Regions from separate parts of the Anser cygnoides genome. Here region 1 is linked to region 2. The links are chromatin contacts, called in public Hi-C maps. All regions are on one chromosome and are shown on one strand. Each heading gives the region's core, a stretch centred on a gene start, on an enhancer-like site or on the middle of the called end of the contact. The rest is flanking DNA. Distances are from core to core; before and after follow the strand shown. Region 1 holds the start of DNAI1 (dynein axonemal intermediate chain 1). Region 2 holds the start of NUDT2 (nudix hydrolase 2).

Evidence for each region. Hi-C and Micro-C count contacts between places; a contact is called where the count stands out from the background.
Region 1: a contact with region 2 is called in a Hi-C map of liver, with 5 times the contacts expected there. The contact joins the promoter of DNAI1 here to the promoter of NUDT2 in region 2. A contact is called at or near these places in 2 of 7 Hi-C or Micro-C datasets (both in liver).

The regions. Positions count from the first base shown.
Region 1 is chrZ:62,657,112-62,661,042 of Taihu_goose_T2T_genome, reverse strand. DNAI1 (dynein axonemal intermediate chain 1) reads right to left here and starts at 1,748. Exons shown (of 19, transcript XM_048048553.2): 1 at 1,617-1,748. The coding sequence starts at 1,649. FAM219A (family with sequence similarity 219 member A) reads left to right here and starts at 1,840. Exons shown (of 6, transcript XM_048048559.2): 1 at 1,840-2,067. The coding sequence starts at 2,008. It overlaps LOC125180137 (a long non-coding RNA gene), which reads right to left and starts at 1,610. Exons shown (of 3, transcript XR_007158427.2): 1 at 1,019-1,610; 2 at 237-450.
Region 2 is chrZ:62,503,812-62,508,090 of Taihu_goose_T2T_genome, reverse strand. It overlaps NUDT2 (nudix hydrolase 2), which reads right to left and starts at 1,704. Exons shown (of 3, transcript XM_048048535.2): 1 at 1,686-1,704; 2 at 1,294-1,437. The coding sequence starts at 1,426. It overlaps KIF24 (kinesin family member 24), which reads left to right and starts at 2,061. Exons shown (of 16, transcript XM_066988885.1): 1 at 2,061-2,208; 2 at 2,791-2,862; 3 at 4,137-4,231.

The DNA of each region.
Region 1 (3,931 bases), core at 499-2,998, 150 kb before region 2:
AAAAGAGCATAGTGCTACAGGAGAACTTGCAGCGAAAGGGACAAGGACGGAAAGCCGATGGAAATGATGCTCAGTAGAAAAAGCAGCCTCACAGGCAAGCAGCAAGCTTGTTTCCTGCCTCTTTATGAACACTGGCAGAGAGGAAGAACGTGTCTGAGACACAAGTGCAGGGCCTTACTCATTTGTTTTCAAAAGAGACTTTCTTGACAAGAATTGGGATCTAGACCTTGACTCACCAATTAATTTTACAGTAGCCATCAGGCCTCAGTAAATACCAATCATCGGGCCCCGATGGCGCAGTGCGTCGTGCAAAGGTGCAGCCATTTACTCCTGTGACTCTCCAAGCCCCGGTGACGTGGGCTGTACTTTAGATCTGTGAAGATGAGACAACAGCCTCTGGCCTCCAGAGCCAGCTAGTGATTCACACAATTCCTCCACTGCAAGAATATTCTAGTCGATGAAAGTACACGAAACAGCAGTCAGATTTAACAAGCACAGACAAATATAGGGAAGGCAGCACAGGACAAGTTAAAATTATTTTAAGTAATTGTAGTTAAAGTTATGCGAAAAGCCAAAAATCCAAAGAGTTTAAACCGTTTGTGATGTTTCAAGAACTTTAAAATAAAAAGAATGCCTTTACAACACATTAATTAAGTTTTTCAACTAACATGTGAACCAAAGCCTATCCATTTCAGAACATTTGAGATAATGGTTAATGAAAGTGACTAAAAATGTTTATGTGGAAATTCTGAAAGTAAAAGAAATTGGGATTCAGAGCAAGCATTTAATGCCAAGTTTAGTTTATACCATCATTATTAACGCATTTTACGATTTTAGCATAAACCTCTTTATTATCTAGGACGGAATGGGGTCTTTGGTTCTCCATTTCTGCCCTTTGCAGACCTCATAAAGCCTTTGTAACTTGACAGTTGCAAGCACTTTTCAGCGGAAGCATTACGCATGTCACAGAGATCCCCTCTCTTTCTCTTTTCTGCTCTGAAGCCCGAAGCCCTCTTACCACACGTGCAGGAACAACCAGACGGCTCCAAAGACACCAGCCCTGTGCAGAACCATGTCGGTACGCCTGGGTTTGAGGCGCTAGCCCTCAGTTGGAGGTCCACCACCTCACGGGCTCTGAGCCTGTCCTTCTTTGTTACCTTCAGCTTCCCCCGGTCAGTTACGGCATTTCTGGCACGCGCTCTGGATGTTGTTGCGTTGGGGAGCTTCCGGACCAGCTATGCTGACCCCCGCCTCCCCCCGCAAAGATCAAACCGCTGGGACAGGCTGCCCAGAGAGGCTGTGGAGTCTCCTCCTCTGGAGATACTCTAAACAAAGCGTGCTCTGGGTGACCCTGCTCGGCGGCACTGGGGTCGGACTGGGTGATCTTCAGGGGTCCCTGCCCACCCCAGCCGCGCTGCGACTCCGTGAGGTGACGGTGACGGGGCGCGGGGCGGGCGCTGCTGCTTGGGGACGGGGGGGGCCCCCACGTCACGTCTCCGAGTGACGTCACACCTCGGGGATGACGTCACGGTTCGGGGTGACGTCACCGGTCGGGAGTGACGTCACCGGTCGGGAGTGGGTGACGTCGAGGCGGCGCCGCCCTGCCGCGCCCTTACCTGCCGCCGCCCGTCGCCCGCCTTAGCCGGCATGGCGCCCCTCCGCCACGGCCTCCCCCCCGCCGGAAGTTGACTCGGCAGCCATGGCAACGCGCCGGAAGCGCTGCCGCCGAGCCATTCCCTCCCCCTCCCCCTCCCCCTCCCCCGCGATCTATTCCCGCGCTCTGACCCCGCCCCCTGCACGCACACACCCCTCGCCCTCATGAATATGCAAATGAGCGGGGCGGGGCGGCGGCGGCGGACCCGGAAGCGGCGCGGCTGAGTCACGGCGGCGGCGATGAGGCTGCGGCGGGCGGCGGCGGGCGCGTGAGCCAGGAGCCGGGAGCCCCCCGCCGCCATCCCGCCGCGTCCTCCCGCCCTCCTTCCTGCCCTGCCCTGCCCTGCCGCCACCATGATGGAGGAGATAGACCGGTTCCAGGTGCCCGCCGTGCGCGCTGAGATGCAGCCGCTGGTGAGCGGCGGGACGGGAGCCGCCGCTTGGCCGCTGCATGCCCCCCCCCCCCCCCCCCCATGCGGGGGTAACGGGATTGGGGTTGGGATGAGGGAGGGGAAAACGGGCCGGCCCCGGGGCCGTTACATAACGGCCGTCCCCTGCTGTGTCATGGCGGAGGGTGGGGGGGGCGGTGGCCGCCCCGAAATGTGCCCCTCCACCCCGGTTGATGCTCGCCGAGAGGCAGCGGGAGGGAAGGGAGGAGGCGCGGCCAGCCCCGGGGACTGCCAGCCGGCCGCCCGGTAGCCCACGGCCGCCTACGGGCGTGTGGCTGCCTGGCTCTGGCGCCGAGGGCTTGCTCCCGGTGCCGTGCACCAGCCGCGTGCGAGCCCCGGGATGTGTGTGTGTGTCCGGCCCTGCATCCTGCCTGGCGAACGTCCTCCTCCTTCCTCTCCTCCTTCCCTGCCTTCCTCTCCTCCTTCCCCATCTTCCTCCCCTCCTTCTGCATCTCCTCACGGCCCCCTCAAAGCCCACGACCTGTTGGCATCACCGTCGGGGCGGGTGGCTGCAACGCGCCAGCTCCCGTTGGCACCCGGAGGGAGCAGATCCCACCCCAGTACCCGACCGTGCGGGGTGAAGCCCGCGGGGAGGTGCGAGGGACTGGGCCGAAATGCCCCCGCAGATCCCCCGGCAGCGGGAGCGGGGCTGGTAGCAGCGGGTTCGTGTTAGCCCTGAAGGTGCTCCCGAGGCTCCCGGTGTGTCGAGCTGTCGGCTGTCTGGAGTCGGTGTCCGCGCCTCGGTTTCTTGTGGCAACCAGCGTTCATCAGCTAAATAAAAACTGAGGACGCAATAATCGGCTTGTGAACGGAAAGGCTCCTCTGTGTTGGTCTCCAGACTGGTTACCTCACGGCGACAAGAAAAGGCTTTGGTGACAAATTATGGAAATAGCTTCAGGCTGATTTTTTTTATGGTTTGGTTCTTCAGTTTGTAACCTTTGTGGTGGGAAGAGAACTGTCCCTGCAAGCTGCTGGGGACTTGTTGCGTGCTTACTGTGAGGTTTTGTTGAGCACGGTGAGGCTGGCCCACGTTATGGTGAAGGCAGCGGGCATACTAGTGAGATGAGCGAGTTTGGAAGAGCAGTTGGCAGACCAAAAAGCCAAAACTCTTAAATACTTCCCAAAGCAGTTGGGGTTTCTTATGCCCAATAAAATCCCATAATAGCAGAGGGATGGAAATGGTATTTGCGAGCACGTTTGTGTAGACAGAGTGGGCAGAACCTGAGGAGGTGACTTGGTCCAGCCCAGCTGTCTCAGGGTGGGATGGTGTATCATGCAGCAATGGTAGTAAGCTTAAGAAGGTTTCCTTCTCCTCTTCGGCTGCCAAAATTACGAAAAATTCACAAAGGAATTTCACACATTTAAAAAAAAAAATTCTCTGAACACAGCTAAAGGAGTTTTTTTTTCCCTAGGCTTCAGGGTTTCTGTTGGTTTTTAACTAATAGTGTTCATAGTGAAAATGCGTGCATGCGAGGGACTGCTGCAGTGAGTGGATGGTGAGGGATGCTTCCACGTGCCTGGGAAGGCTGGCATCAATCTCGGGAATGGGACAGAGCAAGTCTGGTACAGCATTTCCAGTGGCACCACCTGCTTGTAGCTCCTGGTCAGCACCTGGCACGCAGGCACTGGTGCTCGCAAGGCTCCCTGCACTTCAGAAGCTGGCTGGGGTTTGTAGTGGTTTGCTTGGGTGGCCAAATTCTGCCCCATGCTGCTGCATTGTTCTACGGCAGCTACTGCTTGTCCCATTCCTCTTCCTCTCCTTCCTTCCTACCCCATCCCATGTTTTTAAGTACAAAACAACCCGTGTGTCTCAGGACTGTTTTTTTTTT
Region 2 (4,279 bases), core at 455-2,954:
GAGACCAGGGTTCAGTTTCAACCCACAGGACACAAATGCTACCTCCTGCCTACCGGCACAGGGAGAGGCAATCACCTCACCCCACTGACTGTTGCTAACCTCGAGTCTAAGCTCAGTAAGTTTCCACTTTGTGCAATACACTCTACCCACCAGGAACAAAAAGGACCACTGGCACCACGTTCCAGCTCCTCAAAGCCATTTGCACCAGTAAACAAGCCCTGCATCCCCTGCCCATCAGACTCGACTTGCGCAGTCACAGTTCTAGGAGCAGGGATCAGGCTGATGAAGTTTGTGTAGGGGGGACCCAAGCAATACAGTTTAATCCCATAAAGGCTGGAGGTGCTGAGGGAACTTTAAAAATATCAAAGTATAGCTGTAGCTCTGCGTGGGCTTGCCTCCTCTGTGCTCCTGGAGAGGTGATTATAAGTTCTCATTCTGGCTCCTCCCACATTAAATCTAGGTCTGCACCGCATACAAGTTATATTATTGCACCACATAGCCTGGGGCTGCCTTTGAAGACCACTCAAATTGCAGAGAATATATAATGTAATAGCACCTCCATTTATTGTCCTCAGATCTGTACCAAGCTACTAGTAAAGGCTGCCATCAGATTGTGGTTTCTGATCTACAAAACCTTCAACGATATGATCTGAGTGTGTGAGACACATACCTGAGTCATTTCACTTGCTATTGTGCTGGCTTGTCCTGAATTACTGTGTTTCCAGTGAACCTTTCCGCATGGATCTCTCCTCTCACAACAGTCATGTCCCAGCTCATGGTTTTTTGCTTTCCAAAGGCTGCAAACTCTTCTCCACTAGGCTTTTGGTGAAGTGGAGGGAGGGAGAGGTTTGGAAAGTTCTGTTCTTTCCATTGATAGGAGAGCACAGCTGATTTTGTTACTAGCTTTTTTTTTTTTTTTTTCCAATTTACAAACTCCTGTTTACAAACTGCTCATGTGCTATGCTTTAAGAACACTACTTTGTAAAATCAGAAATACAAATTAGCGGAAAGAAATCGCAGAGGATAAGAAAAAGCATTTAGGGAGATCTACAACGAACCTGAAATATCCCCGTTGTGCTGCTCCCGGTACCGGGGCTGGGACAGCGTACTACCCGATACCAGCTCTGCCACACAGCTCCCCTTCCAGCTGCCCAAAAGGCACTATCAGCTGCTACTGCCAGCTGATAACCACCCCCAGAGCTGACCTCAGCAGCGCCCAGCAGACCTCAGGCTGCAATCTCCCCTGCTCCTGACGCGAGCGGCACAGCCGTGGGATATCGGAACAAACATCACCTTTGGGTGGCGTCCAGTGGTGGGTCCCGTAAGACGTCTGCAGGAGGAGGTATTCGATGCCGTCAGCGGGCTTGGAGGACGCCGCTGGCTGCAGCCTCCTGTAGATGATCAAGCCACAGGCTCTGACCGCCATGTCCCCGCTCCCTGCAGGGGGCAAGCAGAAATGACGTGGGGCTCGGGCAGGTCGGGATAAAAGTCCATCCCTTCGCAGCTACCGTGCAATTAAACCCTGTCTTAATAACAACCCGTGAGGTGCGACAATGGAGCCCTTTCCTTTTCAAATTGGGAAGGAGGAGCCTACATAAAAACCCTTAAATATATATATATGTATGCATGCATTAAGAGGCACGGAATGTGACTTGTGTGCTGTTTCTTTACAGCTGATACATTACACAGCACACCGCAGGGACAGAATATGATGAAGAACCAGGAAAGCCGGACATTTAACGCTCTGATTTTCGCTGCAGAAGCCCTCGGGCTCCGTGCACAGATAACGCCGGGGCTCCGCCCACGGGGCCCCCGGGCTGGGGCTGGGGCTGGGGACCCCGCCGCCCCCGGAACCCCCCCGCAGCCCCCCGCGGTTCCCCCCGGACCCCTGAGCGCGGCGCACGCCCCACTCCCTGCCCTCACCTTCGCTCCCGGATCGGGAAAAGAGGAGGCGGGACCAACGCGCGGCTGACAGCCCCCTCAACCAATCGCAGCGCCTTCTCCCCCCCTTCTCTTATTCCCTTAACCCCGCCTCCCTCCGTCTGATTGGTTCCTCCCTAGCGAGCCGCGCGCGCCACCGTTTGAAGCGGGCGAGGCGTTGTTGCCATGGAGACGCGGCCTGGGCGCCGCTCCCGGAGCCTCCGCGCCCGCTGAGGGGACCGGGGGCCGGGGGAGGGGGGGTGGCGGTGCCCGGCCCGGCGCTGCAGGGTACGTACGGACACCGGGAGCACGGCCCCGGCGGGCTCCGGGCGGGTTTTCTCTCAGCTGAACGCGTGGGGAGGCGCGGAGGCTTCTTTTGGGGGCGAAACTGGGAAGAAAACGGTAAAAGTTCATCCGGGACCGAGCCCCGGGGCTAAACGCGTCCCCTCCGAGTCCTGAAGCGTAACCCCCGAGGCGCGGCAGCTCGCTGGGCTCTAATTATAAAATAAATGTTAGAAGCCAGCTGTTAAACCCTGACGGCAAGAGAGGCTGGGGCGCAGTTTTCGAATAATCAGCACCCCGATATAGCTGCCGGGTGATTTTCTGGGCGTGTGGCTGAGTATTAGACGCTTCCCCTTCCCCTGCAGCTGCTGCTGGGAGCAGTTGTCGGGATCAGCTGCGGGATGGAGCCGCTCCTGCTGAGCTCACCAGCCTATGTTTAGTGTGGAAGAATGATAATGGTAACTAGCATCTCAGTGCTCCGTTGGAAAACAAGCAGTTCATTTAGTTGTCATTTTTAAGTCCGTTTCAAATATCACTGAAATTAATCCGCTTTGCACAACCTTCACGTTTCTCTGCTTTCTGGGTCAGGAGGAGATCAACAGGGAACCAAAGGCGGAAGAACCTTGTACGCTTGGACAGAAGGGCTGGGTTCGCAAGGAGGTGAGTGCCATCCAGCCAGGCATGCTGCCCCATGCTCAGCCCTGCCCAGGCCACGCAGTGTGCCCGCCATCACTCTATGCACGCTGATAACGGTTCTCATTCTGCTTATGGAAAATTGGGAGCAACAACATCGGACCTGTCGTTTTCCAGTCTTCATCATGAGGGTGATGAAGGGAGCGGAGCATCTCCTTTACGAGGAAAGGCTGAGGGAGCTGGGTCTCATTAGCTTGGAGAAGAGGAGACTGAGGGGTGACCTTACTAATGCTTATAAATATGTAAAGGGCAAGTGTCAGGAGCATGGAGCCAGGCTCTTCTCTGTGACATCCAATGATAGTGCAAGGGGCAATGGGTGCAAGCTGGAACGCAGGAGGTTCCACTTAAATACGAGACAAAACTTTTTTATGGTGACAGTGACAGAGCACTAGAACAGCCTGCCCAGGGGGACTGTGAAGTCTCCTTCTCTGAAGACATTCAAAACCCTCCTGGACGCGTTCCTGCGTGACGTGATTTAGGCGTTCCTGCTCTGGCAGGGGGATTGGACTAGGGGATCTTTCAAGGTCCCTTCCAATCCCTAACATTCTGTGATTCTGTAATCGTAGCTATAGTAAGCAACTCGGGTATGTTAGGAGCAAAGAAAGAAGTGTTGGTGCTGGGAGAAGGCCTGCATCCTGGTCCAACTATAAAATAGCTGTCAGTTAACAATGAACATGTTCCTTTCTTTCTACTTTTATTACACGGAAACTATAGGTGGTTTTCTGTGGGTATTTTTCAGCTTTCTTCCGCATATTTTCAAAACAGACTGCTACAACATTTGTTCCAACTAATGTCAGAACATTTATTACCTCTGTGTATGTGTTCAGGGGCTTCCGTAGCATGATCCTGCGATCTGATGAATGGATCTGCGGCAGTGATCTGTAAATATTTGAATTGGAGCTTCGTAGCTCCCTGTCTACTTCATTAGACTAAAATTACGAACTTGTTTTGCAGTAGAGATTATCTCTTACTGTGGAGCTTGTGCTTATAGAAGTGCAACCACACCGTGGCTGTTTCTTCACAGGAATGCCTTAGTGTCCAAGGGGTGGGATCAGAATGATTAAAGGTAAAGCATTTGATGTGGTTCCCTGGAAAAGCAAATTAGCCGTTTGTTTCTGGAGGGTTTAATCAGATTTCGCTTTGGATAACAGATACAAAAGAGCTTCGTGTTCAGATGAATAAAAAATAACAGTGTATGACTGGTAACATGAGTTAACAAGTCTCCCTTTTCTCTGTTGTAGGTTTGTCAGTAAAAATTGGCTTCCTTCTGGTCTTCTGCTCTGTACCTCAAAAACCAACGAACACCTTGGCACAGCACCTGAAGACGTGTTTGGGGTAATGTGCTTTAAAGTAATGAGAACGTACCCTGGTGTAGTTGTGGTTG